Regions from separate parts of the Drosophila melanogaster genome. Here region 1 is linked to region 2. Evidence: chromatin contacts called from public Hi-C data. All regions are on one chromosome and are shown on one strand. The core of a region is the stretch at or near the end of the contact, and the rest is flanking DNA. Distances in the headings are between cores, read along the strand shown.

What was found. A called contact is a pair of places that touch in the nucleus more often than the background predicts.
Region 1: a contact with region 2 is called in a Hi-C map of the S2 cell line, with 3 times the contacts expected there. A contact is called at or near these places in 3 of 107 Hi-C or Micro-C datasets (the S2 cell line and wing imaginal disc) and 5 of 7 datasets of targeted methods (the Kc167 cell line and the S2 cell line).

The regions. Positions count from the first base shown.
Region 1 is chr3L:27,265,461-27,268,588 of dm6, reverse strand. RpL15 (Ribosomal protein L15) reads right to left here and starts at 1,334. Exons shown (of 3, transcript NM_001258469.1): 1 at 1,066-1,334; 2 at 671-997; 3 at 144-497. The coding sequence starts at 979. The coding sequence ends at 192. snoRNA:Me18S-G1358c (small nucleolar RNA Me18S-G1358c) reads right to left here and starts at 1,206; the gene lies at 1,139-1,206. It overlaps snoRNA:Me18S-C419 (a small nucleolar RNA gene), which reads right to left and starts at 635; the gene lies at 566-635.
Region 2 is chr3L:27,082,433-27,085,155 of dm6, reverse strand. CG40228 reads left to right here and starts at 1,250. Exons shown (of 2, transcript NM_001110956.3): 1 at 1,250-1,432; 2 at 1,563-2,723. The coding sequence starts at 1,317. The coding sequence ends at 1,695.

The DNA of each region.
Region 1 (3,128 bases), core at 85-2,584, 180 kb before region 2:
TGTAGATGAAAGAAATTTTATATTTTAAACCAAAATTCCTAATAAACCAATATGCCAAACCAAAAATGCGAAAACCTGTTACTATATCTATTTTTGCGTTTAAAAGCTCTTTTCAAAAAATATATTTTTTAGATATGTTCTTTGCGTGCACGAAGTGCTTTATTTAACCGATAAAATAAATGCTTCACAATTTATCGTTTTCTGTGCATGTGCTCACGGTTCTTGCGCTTCCAAGCAGCACGCCTAGATCCACCAATTGTCTGGGAGTATCTATATCCCTTGCCAATGCCACGCGAACTTTTTCCAGCTGATGTAAGGCCACGCAATTCACGATGCTTGTGGACATGCTTGCAGATCCAGTTAATTTTTGGATCACGACGAATAGCACTGTGATGAGTATCAATTAAGATTACTTCAAAATATTTATAAGAAGCATCTTGCGCAATCCAATACGAGTTCAAAACTCGCAAGCCGCCAAGTCTACGACCAACACGTTCCTACAAGAAAATAAAATTCATGATATATTTCAGTGTTTTTTGGTGAGGACCTCTTAATTGGACAAGAATATTTCAGACATCTAAGGAAGTTAATGTCAACATATATTGTATGTCAAAAGGGGTTGTCATCAACTTGTTCGAACGTGTGGTTAGCAAATTTCGTTTTTTCTTACCTCAGCAATGGATTGCAAACCACGATATGGTTTTAACTGGTTTACACCATGACTCTTCGGCTTGCCATAAGTGCATCCTTTGGGAACTGGACGCTTGCGACCTCCGCGGCGAACACGGATTCTATAAATCACGAACCCCTGTTTGGCTCTGTATCCTAAACGTCTTGCTTTATCCGGGCGAGTAGGTCTTGGCGAACGATGCAATTTCGTTAGTTGGCGGTATTGCCAAACGCGAATACGTAGCAAGTAGCGCATCACATCGCTCTGCTTCTTCCTATAAAGTTCCTGCATGTACCGATAAGCCCCCATCTCTGCAATTTGATAGACCTAGTAACAAATTCATTATTTATTTTATAACTGTCACATCATCGGTCCATCAACTTCTTAAACTGTACATATTACAATCTAGAACAGATAATAATTCGTATCAATGTTACATAGCAATGTGAGTACAAAAACGAACATAACATCCGTCAGATATCCATAATCTACACTGAGCTCAGAGTGGTGCATGGAAAAAATCATCATACAAACTTAAAAACATTTTAAAAGGACCGAAAATAATATATAAACTTATTTCCGAAATGATCTCGTACTAAAGAAAAATTATTGACCCGAATGCACAACCAACTTACAGCACGGAAATATTCCAAAAGAAGGAAGCAATGAGTTGGATCACACGACAAACAAGCTCAGAGTTGCTTTGGGATATACTTACCCTAATGCATGAAACATTGTAAAACGGAATTATACCCCTTTCTCACAGAATTGTATTATTTTTAAAACATCCCAGCATGTTCCGTTCCATGTTAATTTATCTTATCGCATTCGATTTGGGAAAAGTCTTTTAATTTCGTTATTAGGTGCTCTGGTTTTCAAATAATTTTTGCTATAGTGCTATGCGTTATTTCTATGCTATTTCGCTTTATTTCGTTTCTTGCTGCTCAAACAACTGACTTTTTTCTTTGTCAAAATCAAACAACGTGAAGATATCCTTTATATATTTGAAATCGTTTGTTTTGAAGCCAGACGGACGCAGAAATTGCTGTTTGCAATTGTTTTTCATACAAAATAGCTACCCCATTTTTCACAGTTTTTATTTATTTTTTAATGAAAGCATTTTAATATATGGTATAAATATTTTTACCTGCCTGTTTCGTTTTCCCGCAATAACTTTTGACGACGTACTTAGCGACACCTTAGCAAATCGAAATTTGTTGTTGTCGACAGCAAATGTGTGCTTGTCACATCGGAGGCGAGTTCCTCGCCTATCAGATACCCGTTCCTCAGCTAGTGCGAAAAAATTTTGTTGCAAATAAAAAAAATTATAAAAATAATTAAAATGTTAAAAATAAACAACACGTTCTTCAAAAGTGTAGGCGTGCCAGTTTTTGGAGGTTTGCGTGCGTTAGAGTGGGCGGGTCACCAAACTTGCGCTGCGTCTTTGCCTCTAGAACCTGTATGCTGAGATCTCGATGTTCATATAGACAGACGTACATGGCTAGATCGACTCGGCTATTGATCCTGTTCAATAATATGTTTTGTATAGTCGTAAACGCTCTTTCTGCTTGTTACATAATTTTCAACGAATCCAGTAAGTCTTTTACTCTACAAATAACGGGTATTAAAAGGCATTTTTACATTTCGGCCAGACAAAAGTCAAAATTGGTTTACGACCAAAAGCGGAATCATAAAATTCATACGAATTCGATTACCGGATCATGCACGATTATATTTTTGATACCGATATACAGGTTCAGATTTAAAAATGTTTTGAAAGTAACCAATTTCATAAGCGACAAATGTTATTTGCATAGGCACTAGAATAACAACAGTCAGAGCCAGAGACCGGAGAGCTCTGCAGCCGGTTGCTGGCACTAGAATAACTATAATAATTTATATAATAACTAATTTATAATAATAACTATAATAATTTCGGTCAATTGGCATCATGTGAAATATGTTTTCTCTGCATTGCCTTAGTGCTATTATTATTTAAATATAGCATAGAAATATTGTAGTATTAACCGAATCTATTTAAATGTCACAAATTAGAGTATTACGTTTGCGAGGTGTGAGAAATTATGACAACAATGATTGATGATAGCTTGTGTCCGCACTCAGTGCCTCCAGATATAACTTTTGCACTAAACAGATTTCATATTTTTATTTATTTTCTACTATGTTTTATTTTTATGAAATATTTTTTTTCTCAATGTACTGACTTTTTTTTTAAATTTATGGTTTATTTATTTATTCAAATTACAGCAGTTATAATAATTCCCTTTGTCTATGCTTTAATTATGTAAAATATTTATTAAGTCTTTTGACTTAAATTTTAAATTTTAAATTTAAATTAGATTCAGTAGAATTATTTTCTTATATTCCAATTTGATGGTGGGAAGAAAACTTTTTTAATTTTCCTTTTAATTTCTCTAATCCGTTTGAGTAAAGCTTA
Region 2 (2,723 bases), core at 1-2,500:
CGAATAACGAGTATTATAATAATACATTTTTAGCTCAGTCTTTAATCTAAAGCACAAACTTATAGATTCCAGTTGCAAATGTCAGGCTCGGTATGGCTGCGACTGAGCTATGATTTACATTACATTATTTATTCAAATCAGCTGTCCTGAAATACAACATAAATCCGGTGACGTTGAGGGTGGTATAGAAAGAAAAACAACGATCCAAATAGCTCGGTTAAGAACCTTCAATAAATTAAATAAAACTTTTAGAAATATCTAAATTAAAATGAAAAATTAAAAAAAAAAATTTTTCGATAAACAAGAATACATATTTTAGACATCATTTTATCAAAAAACTATCAAAAACTTATTTTCTATTAGTGATTTTGTATTTTGAATCTTTTGTAGAGAATGCGAAGAAAGTAATGAATGCTGGCATTGACATTGAGTACTCTGATCAATTAAGGCGTATCAAATTATTATAAAATGGCTGAAGGAGTTTGATGGAATAGTGGCAGTTGACTAGACACAAAGGAAGCAAATACAATAATTAGATTTGTGAAATATATTATAGAATACGAAGATGCGCATATACCTTAAAATTTGATATATGTATATAAAAAAGTGCATTAAATGCGGTAAGATATAATTAAGTGTAATGATAAGAGGGATAAGCCATTCACAGGTCCCGTCACAGTCCAGATCTTCCATACATTATAAAAAGAATCGTGGCAATCTGCTTTATGGGAGATCCCAAAAAGTTGATTGGCATATCGATAGTACCTGGTCAGTCCCATAATGTAATGGACAGTTTTGATCTGTTTGAGCTTGCGAACCGAATGCTTTACTAGAATGTTGCTTCAAATAGCCTCCATAGTTACCGGTATCTCAACATTATGGTCGAAACGACGGAGGGATATCGCAAAAGCGACTAGGCAAGTGTTTCTAATTGAGATTATATTACATTCATGGGTCAGAAACTCTTCCTTATATCTATTGCATTTACAAAATAAGCCACTTTTACGTTAATTGTTCGCATTTGCGTCACAATTTAAAGTGCGTATAAATATTGTATTATATAATTTACTACTTAAACTGGCAAAAGGTTTATATATTTAAACAAACGTTCTGTGGGGTTATGAAATAGTGCCAATAAGAAGTGAGGGACCGACATGTGTGAATCGGGTATAAAGCCTATTCTTAAATTGGGTATGCGTGAAAAAGGGTTGAACTGGTTAATTTGTACAAAAATATTTCGTTATCTTAGCATTTTCGGAATTGTTATTTGATTGCTGTAGCCGCGCACAGTGGAAAAACTGTAGAGGCTTTAAAAAATGGGGAGAAGGAAGTCTAAAAGAAAACCGCCTCCGAAGAGAAAGAATATTGAACCCCTTGATCAACAATTTAATTGTCCATTTTGCAACCATGAAAAATCGTGTGAGGTTAAAATGTACATATTCAGGACAGTTCTGATTCTACTATTATTCGACCGAATATGTAGACATATAGATTTTATTTGGTTCTATATGTAAGTCCAAAACCTAAATTTATTAAAACAACTCTTTATTTTATAATTTCAGGGATAAAAGCAGAAATACAGCGAAAATAACTTGTAGGGTGTGCTTGGAGGATTTTCAAACGGGAATTAACTTCCTTTCAGAACCTATCGATGTTTACAATGATTGGGTAGATGCCTGTGAAACAGCAAATTAAATGGAATTAATTTTAAGTTAGTTAGTAAGTAAAATAAATTGCTAGAGCCCTCTAAATTATACCATAAAATAAGTTTAATACAAAAAATTTAGCATAATAGCGAGATTGAAATAAACATTTTTGACTTATTAAAATAAGCTGAACCCATGAAATTCTAACAAATTTTTGTTCTAGGAATCAATTCTAAAATATTGATATTGTATTGCGCAAAGGAGATTCGTAGAGTGAATCTGTCCGTCTATCCGTATGAACGTCTTGATCTCAGGAACTATAAAAGCTAGAAGGTTGAGATTAAGCATACACTTTCTATAGACATCGACTCGTCGTAAGTTTGTTCACCCATGTTGCCACGCCCATAAATGACACAAAACTACCATGCTCACACTTTTGAAAAATCTGTTGATATTTTTTCATATTTTTAGTGTTGTAGATTTTTATCGATTTGCCATAAAACTTTTTGCCACGCCCACTCTTACGCCCTAAGCCGCCCAAAATTACCGCGCGCACATTTTTTAAAAATTTTTGGATATGTTTTCATAATTTAATTAGTCTTGTAAATGTAGCTTAAAGAAGCTGGGTTCGGAAATATCGAATTTTTGATGTTTAAAAGCAGGAATCGTTTGCCCATTTGCCCAATTAGTCCAGTTTTTGAGATATGAATTTTCGAAAAAGTTCAAAAATTTTCGAAAATCAAAAAGTTGACTTTTTTCAAATATTATTTTTTTTAAATCGCAATAACATTGTTTGCCTACACTTTGGAATTTTGAAAAAAATGTATACTTTAGAAAATATAAGTCATTTAAGTTTACCTCCACTCAGAGAATAAAGCGTTTGACCAAAGACATTAGAATTTTATTATTATTATTATATTATTATTTATTATTCCAGTGTCTTTGGTTTGATCATATATTAAAACGAAATATTATCAATAAAAAACGTTTGCCCAACCAGTATTATTAGTTTTTAACGTTTGACCACCCTCAAAAAACCTTTAACAAAATTTTTTTCGATTGCCCTCTTTAAATATA